2 separate regions of the Sus scrofa genome follow, and region 1 is linked to region 2. The links are chromatin contacts, called in public Hi-C maps. All regions are on one chromosome and are shown on one strand. The core of a region is the stretch at or near the end of the contact, and the rest is flanking DNA. Distances in the headings are between cores, read along the strand shown. Region 1 holds the start of FAM193A (protein FAM193A). Region 2 overlaps CFAP99 (cilia- and flagella-associated protein 99).

The links. A called contact is a pair of places that touch in the nucleus more often than the background predicts.
Region 1: a Hi-C map of liver shows a contact between it and region 2, with 5 times the contacts expected there. The contact joins the promoter of FAM193A here to the enhancer-like site in region 2. A contact is called at or near these places in 1 of 5 promoter capture datasets (liver), 11 of 47 Hi-C or Micro-C datasets (alveolar macrophages, blood, embryonic fibroblasts and 5 more) and 2 of 2 datasets of contacts at active chromatin or transcription factors (alveolar macrophages and skeletal muscle).

Annotation. Positions count from the first base shown.
Region 1 is chr8:1,386,165-1,391,724 of Sscrofa11.1, forward strand. It overlaps FAM193A (protein FAM193A), which reads left to right and starts at 2,278. Exons shown (of 22, transcript XM_021100934.1): 1 at 2,278-2,332. LOC102159054 (a long non-coding RNA gene) reads right to left here and starts at 1,617. Exons shown (of 3, transcript XR_304717.3): 1 at 554-1,617.
Region 2 is chr8:1,348,901-1,353,883 of Sscrofa11.1, forward strand. It overlaps CFAP99 (cilia- and flagella-associated protein 99), which reads left to right. Exons shown (of 16, transcript XM_021100933.1): 15 at 1,219-1,381; 16 at 1,545-2,831. The coding sequence ends at 1,661. It also overlaps a transcript of RNF4 not described here. Among named protein-coding and RNA genes, the nearest start is that of RNF4, 16 kb to the right of the region's middle. Within about 2 kb of position 1,606, at least 51 of the 83 cell types and tissues checked have an H3K27ac peak or open chromatin away from gene starts, as enhancers often do. A contact at or near this core is called in alveolar macrophages, liver, skeletal muscle and 1 more, where this site is marked.

The DNA.
Region 1 (5,560 bases), core at 1,028-3,527, 38 kb after region 2:
AAAGAGCTTTTGACATCAACTGTGGGCTGCTGGAACCCAGCAGCTGTACCTGAGCCACATCTGAGTTGGAATCTGGGCCCTGCCTCTGACTATCTGGGTAACTGAGCAAATCCCTCACCATCTATGGACTTGAGTTTCGCATCCATAACATAAGGCTGATGGTGCACATCCTGAGAATGGCTGTGTGGGTGAGATGATACAGCAGCAGGCAGAGGGGCTGGGGCGTAAATGCTTGACAAATGATCATTATTACGTCATTCATTCATCCAGCAAATATTGGACTGCTGTGTGCCCAGCTCTTGCCTGGCAGGAGCTGCGATGCAGAGGTGCAGGAGGTAGACACTCCTATGCCTCCCCGAGTCCCTGCCCCCTAAGACTTGACTTTTCTGGGGGGCTGCTGAACACTAAGAATCTCAATTCAGCGCAATGTGTTCTGATAAGCGAACAGCACAGGGGCTGTGGGAGCGGGCAATGTCTGACCCAGCCCGTGTGGGGAGGGGGCAACCCAAACCATTGCCCCCACTAGAGTGCTAAGGCAAGCATCTCCGCTCACCCTCTCAGCCTTCCTTCAACAGCAGGGTCAGTCCAAACCCTTGGGGAGGGGCCCAGGCAAGAGTGCAAATGGAGGGCCTCTGCTCCTCTGTATCATCGCTCCAGAACCAGTGATGGAACCAAAGGGGGCAAGACAAGTCTCTCGTGCTTCGGTGTTTGTGATGGGTGGGGGCCTCTAGAGCGCAGGATCCAGGCAAAGAACCCCTGTGGTCCGTCTAGGGCAGAACTGTACCTGGGGCTTGTTGAAGATGGGCAAGGGGCCCAGGAAGGAGGGTCCAGGCGGAAAGGCCCCACTGGAAGGCCCGGGAGGGTCTGCCGGGGTTCGTGGCCTGTGCGGTGGATGAGTTCAAGATCGTGAGAAATGGCTGGACTGCTCCGGTGCTTTGCAGGGCAGCAGGGCCCCAAGAGTCCAGGCGACGACTGCACGGGGCCGCAGGGAGAGGGCGAGCTCGGAAGGGCGCCTCCAGGCCGGGGGTTCTAAGCTAACTGCCAGGTCTGCCGGCTCGCGGCGTTCCCTGGCCCAGAGCGGACCCCGACCGACCGCCGCCGGGTCCAGCGCTTTCCAGACGCCCTCCGGAACTCGCCCAACCCACGGAGGCGGGTTATTCTCGTCCCATTGAGTCACCTGGGCTCGGGCGACGGGCCCGACCCAAGGTCACATAGCCAGTCAGTTGGGAATGCGGACTCGAACCCACAGCCGGGCCAAGGTCACCGGGCCTTTCTTGGAGGGTCAGATCCGGGGCTACCCGCCCGGCGCGTCCCGAAAGCCAGGCCGGCCAGGCCTGCAGACCCCGCGGCAGAGGCGCGGGGCGCGGGGGCGTCTGGGAGCCTGTCAAAGAGGCGGAACTCCTCGCCACCAGCCTTGTAGTTCGCCTACTGAGGGCGACGCAGCCCTGTGCTGGCCAGGCCCCTCCGCCCAACTACAAGTCCCAGAAGGACCTGCGGAGTGGGCGGAGCTTGCAGCTCGACCGCGCGGTGACGCCACCGCCGCCTCCAGCTCCCCCGCCGCAGCCCCTCGCAGCGTCTGGGCGCTCGACCGCGCGCGGCCTGACGGGAATCGTCGTCCCTCCGCCGGGCACCCCTAGCGGCGGCGCTGGCGCGTGGACTCCAGGTCCCAGCGTGCTTTGCGCTCCGGCGCACGTTAACGGCGGGAGGGGAGGGCGCGGCAGAGGGGGAGCGGCGCTCGGAGGGCGGAGTAAGGCGGGGGGGGAGGGCGCCCACACCCCTCCCCCTCCCCGCCGCTCCTTCCCCCTCCCCCGACGTAAACTGGGATCCCTTTCCCCTTGTGTCCGCCATATTGGACTCTAACTCTGGTCAGCGGCGGCGCCGGGCCCGGTGGACTCGCCGTTGCTCCCGCCCAGCGGCCGCCCCGCAGCTCCCGCCCGCCCGGCCCTCCCCGCCCGGAGGCGACCCCGCGCAGCGCCCCCCGCCCGCGGCCGGCCGGAGCGCCCCGCCGCCGCCGCCTCAGCCTCCCCGCCTTCCCCGCCCTCCGCCGCCGCCCGCGGCCCCGCGCCCGCTCCGCGCCCTCCCCGCCCGCCGCCCTCCCGCCATGAGCCCGGCCGACGCTAAGCGCGGGGCCAAGCGCCGGAAGAACAAGCGGGGCGGCGGCGGCGGCGGCTCGGGCGGGGGCAACGGCGGCGCGGGCAGCGGCAAGGCCGGCCCGGCGGCGGCGCTGCGCGGCTCCCAGGCCCCGGGCCTGGCGGCCCCGGGCGGCGCGGCGGCGGCCAACGGGCCCCTCGGCGCGGGCGCGGGCGGCGCCGCCCCCGGAGGCTACTTCGAGGTAAGCGGGGGCGGGCGGAGGGCGCGGTAACGGGCGCGGGGCGGGGGCCGCGGTCCGCTCGCGCCCTGACAGCCTCCCGCGGGCACGGCGGGCCCCGGTGGGAGGCGCGCCGAGCCTGGGGCTGGGCTGCCGCGCGCCAGGTGCCGCATCTCCAGGAGCGCGGCGCCGCCTGCCCACCTGCGCGGCGCTGTCACGGGCCCGGGGGTGGTGCCGCGTCGCCCGGCGCGGAGCTCGTCCTTGAGGTTGCTCGGGTGCGATTCCCGAAGAACTGGGAGTCAGGTGACGAGCGGGGCTTCCCTGGCGGGGCCCACCTCCTCCACGCCCTTGCGAAAGTGTCTCCTGGAAGTTTTCTTTTTCTTCTCCAGTGTGGTCATTGGAGAGACACCTGACAGTCTTCTGGAGGTGGTGGCCCCGGCTCTGCATCCTCTGCTTTTTAAAAGTTTTTTAGAGGTAATTGGTGGTCTGGTCACTCAGGCCTGTTATGTAGGGCTTGAACTTAAGGCATTTGAATAGGAATTTTTTCTGTTTTACTTTTGAAGGCAGCTGGCACACACTGCCTCTGTCAGTTGTGGATTGCTGCCACTTTTATTCCTCTCCTGGTCCCAGCACTTTCCAAGACGCAGTACTGGGTCGTGGGTATGCCGTTGGCAGTCATTTCTACCCGTTGAGTTGTGTCCTAAAAGAGAATGGATTTATTTCCAGAGTTGTCTAGTTGGAACTGTTAGGTAAAGACGTTTGCAACAGTAACAAGAGGCAACAGACAAAAGCCTCATCAGGAGTGTTTATTTGTGTGCCCAGTTCCAAGACAGTAGTTGTTTTATGCGAGATTATAAATACCGTGTTGGAGTGGTGTGCAGGGAGAGTGCATGGGAAGTCGTTGCATGTGCCATAGCTCTCTGATGCCTATGCTCTTGTATGAACTTGCAGCAAGGTGTGTGTATGCTTTAGTGTTTTGAGTGCTCTCTGCAGTTGGAGCTTTCTTAGATTGTATGTCAGATTTGTTTTGGATCCTGGGTCAGAGCCCTTGACCTCACCGTCTCCGGAGGTTACCGTTCCTCAGTATACTAGAGAGCGAAACAGGTGGAGTTCTGAGGATCCAGAATGAGGCTTGTGGATTTGCATCAGTGGAGTGTAAATTAAGGGCAGTGTTTACTGCAGGAGGGGAGGAGAGGGGAGGGTGGGACGTCTGCCTAAGTAGGTCTTTTACAAAAACGTTGACAATCTTGGCTGTACCTGGATGTAAAATACACCTACTTCTGTTGATTTAATGAAAGCAGGGTGGTGGTGCAATAAAAATTCTTTCACTGGCCTTTCATAACATTATTTCAGGCTTTGATAATTCTCACTTATTTTGCGATATTTAGCTAAAATAACCTTTTAGTTAGTTTTTATTTGTTGGCTTGGCCGTGTAGCAGCTTGATATGGGATCTCAGTTCCCAGACCAGAGATCAGACCCTGGCCACAGGTGGTGAAGGTGCAGAGACCAGACCCCCAGGGAACTCCTCTTTTAGTTGCTGTTCTTTTGCCACACCTGCAGCATATGGAGATTCCCAGGCCAGGGGTCACATCAGAGCTACAGCTGCTGGCCTACACCACAGCCACAGCAGCACCAGATCTGAGCCTTGTCTGCGACCTACACCACAGCTCCCGGCAATGCCAGATGCTCAACCCACTGAGCGAGGCCAGGGATTGAACCTGCAACCTTATGGTTCCTAGTCGGATTTGTTTCCGCTGTGCCATGACAGGAACTCCTAGTGCTATTCTGATCATGCTTTTCAAACTCAGATGACCGTATGCCTAGTATTATTTTTGACAGGACTGTCTTTTTCTGTTAAACTTAACAAATGCGGAGTTTTTGGCCATGACCCACTATAAGATAAAAAATAGATTAAGACTTGTTCCTTCTCACCCTGGGCACGCACAGACACCTGCGAGGGCACACACACAGCCACCTGCGGGGGCACGCACAGACACCTGCGAGGGCACGCACACAGCCACCTGCGAGGGCACACACACAGACACCTGCGAGGGCACACACACAGGTCGCAGGTGTCACAAAACAACATTTCGATACTTTTTGATATTTTCTCTTCTGTTCATTAATAAAGTGATGGTTGTAGTAAACAGAATTATTTTATTATGTACTGTTAAGTTGTGACTTGCACCTTTAAAAACATTCTCTTTTACTATATTTTAAAGTTTTAAAGCCACGTTTTATGTTTCAAAATTTCTTCACAGAGTGTTTTTGTTTTTTGTTTGTTCTTGTCTTTTTAGGACTGCACCAGGGGCATATGGAGGTTCCCAGGCTAAGGGTTGAACTGGAGCTGTAACTGCCAGCCTACACCCCAGCTACAGCAACTAGGCTGCATCTCCGACCTACACCATAGCTTATGGCAACGCTGGATCCTTAACCCAGTGATCGAGGCCAGGGATGGAACCCTCGTCCTCACGGATGCTTGTTGGGTTCGTTAACCACTGAGCCACAATGGGAACTCCTCTTCACAGTGTTTTAATAATAGAGCATTAAAAATCCTCTTTATGGGGAGCTCTCATTGTGGTGTGGTGGAAACAAATCTGACCAGGAACCGTGAGGTTGTAGGTGCGATCCCTGGCCCTGCTCAGTGGGTTAAGGACCCGATGTTGCTGAGAGCTGTGTGTAGGTCGCAGACAAGGTTTGGATCCTGTGTGGCTGTGGCTGTGGTGTAGGCTAGCGGCTGTAGCTCCGATTTGACCCCTAGCCTGGGACCCTCCATGTGCTTCAGGTGTGGCCCTGAAAATCAAAAGAAAAAAGGAAAAACCTCTTCATGATAACAGGGTGACACCAATTACAGATGTTCTTGGTGTGATTCTGAAACCTCTCAATTATTTCCCCACGATGACAGCTCTTTGGGACACCTCATTTGGTGCAGAACCAGCGCCTTAAACAGTGTTTGTCTCCGAGTAACAGTGAATGGGTTCCGGCCCTGCGTTTTGCGCAGAGGCTTGTGGTTCTTGGATGGCGTCCTCTCTGTTTGACATAGATCGTCAGGGCAGAAGGTGTCAGGAGAGGAGGAAATGTGGAAGGACTGTCTTGATTCTCCCCAGGGGTCTGTTGGCCCCGCTGCCCAGGGCGTTGGGCACAGCATTGAGCCTCAGACCTGGACTGTCCTCAGTGAGACGGCTGCAAAGGGCACTTGTGCATGTAGGCAGCTTCCGTAAAGATAAGAGCCCGGTAGAGTAGGTAGGACA
Region 2 (4,983 bases), core at 356-2,855:
AACGCCGGATCCTTAACCCACTGAGCAAGGGCAGGGACCCAACCCACAACCTCATGGTTCCTAGTCGAATTCATTAACCACTGTGCCACGACGGGAACTTTTTTTTTTTTTTTTTGGATTTTTAGGGCCGAACTTACAGCCTATGGAAATTCCCAAGCCAGGGGCTGAGAGTCCCAGCTGTAGTGGCCAGCCTACACCACACCACACCGATGTCGGATCCGAGCTGAGTTTGTGACTTACATCACAGCTCACAGCAACGCTGGATCCTTAACCTACTGAGTGAGGCCAGGGATCGAATCCGCATCCTCATAGCTACTAGTTGGGTTCGGTTCATTACTACTGAGCCGCGCTGCAAACTCCCCTAATCACCTTCTGAGAAAAAAAAAACCACTGCCCTACAAACCACAGCACGTGGACACAACTTGGAAACATCAGACTCCCGATATCCTGTTTGTGTTCACATTTCTTCAGGAATCCCAGGCCTGTTAACTATAACTTTCAGAGACTGTCTGCTCTAACTTTTTAAAGCCAGGAGTCAGTTGGGGTTCACAGGTAGCATTTGGTTGTCAAGCAGCTCTCCTCTCTTGTTTGGAAAAGCACGGGGACACAAACAGTCTTTTTGTTTTAGAAAAACCGAGGTGACTCTTCCGGCCCCACGTGGCCTAGTATGTAAGCCATCCCCCAAGATAGCCAAATAGCAGCAGCAGGTGACCTCGAGGCGTGGGTGGCAAGGGGAGCGTGGGAGAGGAAGGGGCTTTTGCTTGTTAATCCCAACACAGACAGACACACACAGTTAATATACATGGAATACTTTTTAACTATTATTATTTTGTCTTTTTGTCTTTTCAGGGCCACTCCCGCGGCACATGGAAGTTCCCAGGCTAGGGGTCGATTCCGAGCTACAGCTGCAGGCCTACATCACAGCCACAGCAGCGCAGGATCCGAGCCGCGTCTGCGACCTACACCACAGCAACAGCTGGATCCTGAACCCACTGAGCGAGGCCAGGAATCCTAGTTGGGTTTGTTAACCACTGAGCCACGAAGGGAATTCCCCATGAAATACTTTTTAAAAACGTTAAGTACAAGGAGCAAAAGGGGCGAGGTGCTGGGGAGCCCCGCCCCAGCTGTCTTCGGAGGGCCTTCCCCCTCCCCCGCACTTGAACCCCTCGGGTCAACCGCGGTGGGGGCCCTGCTAAGCCCGCCCCACCGCCCGCCCAGGTGGGAGGAGAAGAAGGCGCAGTCGGCGACTGCGGGAGCGCCCTCCCAGGACGAGCGGGTGCTGGAGCTGCAGCGCAGGATCCGGGAGAAGGCGGCCCAGCGCCGCGGGCAGGGGGCCCAGCCGCACGTGTCGGCGCCGCAGGCCCTGCGCCCCAAGCCGCGGGTGAGCCGCGGGTCGGGACAGTGCTGTTGGGGAGGCCGCGAGGGTGCACGGCGGTGCGGGGGGCCGGGAGCCGCGGTGGGGGGAGGAGCCCACGGGCGTGGGGGCGGGGCCGCCGCGGGGAGGGACGGCCCCGCCCCGCGCCGACCTCACTGCCCGCCCGCAGGCTCAGCGAGAGGCGCAGCGGAGGCTGGAGTTGGAGCAGAGCAGGGAGCGCCGGCTGCGAGCGCTGGTGCAAGAAGGCATGGCCTGCGGGCCCGCGCGCCCCCTGGGGGCCGCCTGAGCCGGGCAGGCACGGCCCCGGACCCTGAGACCCCCCCCCCACATACCTCCGAATAAAGCGTGCGCGGCGGTGTGCGCCTCTCCTTCCTTGGCCGCGCGCCCCACTCTGCCCAGAGCTGGGTTGCCCAATGAAATGCAAGTCGCCCAGTTGTTGCGTGGGACAAGCTAATGATGAAAAGTATAGTCTTTATCTGGAATTCAGATTTATTCGGGAGGCTTGTATTTTACCTGCTAAACATAGCCTCTCTAGCCCAGACCTAGCGCTAGGGATTCCTGGCGCCCTGTCCTTGGAGTTCCCAGAGCCTGTTCTGCCCGTGGAAATCTGGAATGCCCATTCTCTGCCCTGAGTCGGTGGCTTAGTCTGGGAACCCCCACGCCTAAATATGATTGTGCGTGTGCAGTTAGTGGGAGAAGTGACCGGAATTCTTGAGCCACTGGAAATTGGGCCTTCTCACCCCTTCCCTCATGTAAACCTCACCGCGATGGGGGGAGCTGGCTGGGGATGCAGGAACTGTCCCCACCACTCATCTGCTGATGAGGCCACTGGTGCTCAAAGAGATGATGTCACCTGCCAGGAGAGCCAGGACCCAGCAGTACTAAGCCAGGATGACTTTAGAGCACCACCCAGCCTCCGCCAGCGACACCAAAGGAACAAGGTTGGAGCCACTGGTGGGAGCCCGCCCAGGGCTCTGACAGGAATGGATTCACTCTCCTGAGTCCTTAGACCCAGCCCTGGACTGGAAGTGCTTGTCTTTGAGGACAGGCTGAGTGAGTGAAAGCCTCCTGGTGAATAGTGCCAATATGCCACTGCTCCCAGGAGAGACTGACAAGCCCATGGGGCTCAAGGCAGTAAGGGAGGGGGCTGGGAAGTGCCGGGTGGATAGGTTTCTAGGGGAGAGATCCCCACACTTCACATCCTCCTTGGGTCTGCTGAGATTGGCACCTGGAAGGCGGGCTGGGCCCCAGGGTACTTTCAGCCAGGAGGGTGGACATCTCTAAGTGGCAGGAACAGGCTAAAGACCAGAGTGCTCCCCCAGCATTCTCAACTGTGTCAGAACCCCAGGACTTTCCCACAACCCATGTTGGTAAAAAGAGGAATTCCCCACCTGTCAAATTAGAGCTGGGAGCAGATTAAATTTCATTTAAAGGAATAAACGTGACATTTCTTACATCCTGTGTTGTATGATTCAAACTTACTTGATACAGGGTTGGATGACTTATCCTGAGAGATTCCCTCCGTGTGGAAAGTAACATGTCTTTTCTATCAAAGGAAATCTTGGTGACTCCATTTTGCTCCAGTTTTGGGCTGAAACGCCCTCCTGCCACCCCCACCCCCCCCATCCCAGTAACAATTTGTTTCAAATTAGCCAACCAAGAGGAATGTGCACCCTGACCTGACCAATGGGAAGGGGACAGGTACATCACCTGCATTAGGGATAAATGGGAGGGTCTTTCCTTCTTTGAGTGAGTTTTTTGAGTACCAGCACCCTTTTGCAGAAGTAAAGAGTCTTGTTGAAATCTCCCTGTGTTCGTGTGTCTCATTTTCTGACACTGGCAATCCGAGCCATTTCCCCATCAGGAACTCTGAGGGTTTCAAAAGGGGAATTATTAGCTTCCATAACTGGCAATCCAAAGATTGGGTAGACTTCAGGACATGCCTGATCCAGGAGCTCTGTCTCCAAGCTGGAGCAATTCCATCCTCACAACGTCTGGAGGAAGAAGGGCCCTCTCTCCCTGGCAGTTCTCTTTGGAAGGAAACCTCTCTGTCCTGCAAGCCTTGTGTTCTAGTCACACTGGCCTAGACTGAACATGCTCTGCTGAACCTGTTTCTATAATGTGCAAGGTCTGCATGGGTGCCCAAAGCAAGCGCTGTAGGGGAAGAGAGAATTACCCTTCACCTACCAGATTAGCACAGGGAGCAGAGGATCCTTAACCCACTGAGTGAGGCCAGGTATTGAACCTGCATCCTCATGGATGCTAATCAGATTTGTTTCTGCTGAGCCACCATGGGAACCCCTATATGAGTTTTGCGACAAAAGGGAAGCAGTCAAAAGAAAACCAGACATCTCAAGTTAAGGAATTTAGCGCTTTTCTTTGTATGGGAAGATGCACGAGTCAGGGTCCAGGGAAATCACTCCTTTGTGATGCACCGCAGCAACCTGGGGCCAGTATCCCGCGCTTTCACAGCCTGAGGTCTCACTGTCCCAGAGCGGCTGTAGTCTGAGGGCTGCTAGGTGGCGGGCAGCCTTCGTTTCCTTCCTGAGCCCCTTCAGGGCGCACCACCGGCGGTGGCTGCAATCACTGATGACTGCGCCATCCTTTGTTTACTGACAGGGCAGGCAATATTCTGTTTCTCCCCTGACACCTTCTTCTGGGCCCCCAAGGTCTGGCTCTTGCCTCCGCAGACCCCCATCGCTCCCCACCTCTACTCCTGGCACACTGGGCAGCCTTCACGGTTACTGATGACAGGCTAGTCCAGCTTTCCCTACCCAGGCTCCCGCTTCTGGGAACACTCTGCTCCCTTCTGGTCCTTTCAGCTCCCAGCTGCGAGGTCGCTTCCTCCCGGGAGCCCTCAGAAGCCCTGGTGGAGTGCCTCCTCCTCCAGTGACCACGGTTGGGCGGGGCTGCTCTGCCCTCCGCGCGCCACCACCAGTCCGGGGTCACCGGGGCCAGGTGCCCGCGCAGGGCCTGGCACAGCCGGGGGCACGGAAGCCGGGAGGACCTGCAGATCCAGGCCTAGTTTCCGGCCGGGAGTAGAGGCCCCAGGAATGTTCTCCACCTCACGAATGGGTGAAGAAACCGAGGCCGGGAGAGGGGTCTGGGGCTCCGCCGGGCGAAGCGAGCAGGGCGGCCGGAGTCCGGAACACGACTCCCGAGGGGCCTTCCGAGCCGAGGGGCGCAGACGGCGTCTCTCTCCGGAGGGCGGGAGCTTGAGCTCGCGAGCGTGGGCGGGGCCGGAAGGAGGCGCGTTTCAAAGTGGTAATGGACGGCTTTCTCATCCAATAGGATTGAAAATATACCTCCCCGACCGACAGGCCGCGGGAGTAGGGATGGCGGCGGCCAATAGGAACGTGCGGAGGGCGGAGCCGGAGCCTCCAGAGCGGAAGGGGGTCGCTGCTGGGGCGGCGGCGTCTCGCTTGAGGGCTTCTCCTCAGCGGCTTCCGGGGGTGCTTCCTCGCTCGGGTGCGTCAGCGGCAGCGCCTGCCGAGCCTCAGCAGCGCCAGGTAGGGCCAGGCTCCGCGGGAGGGAGCGGCAAGTCCGGACCGGGCGGGTTCGGGGTTCGGGGTTCGGGCGGCTGCGCGGCCTGCAGAGGCCTCGGCGCC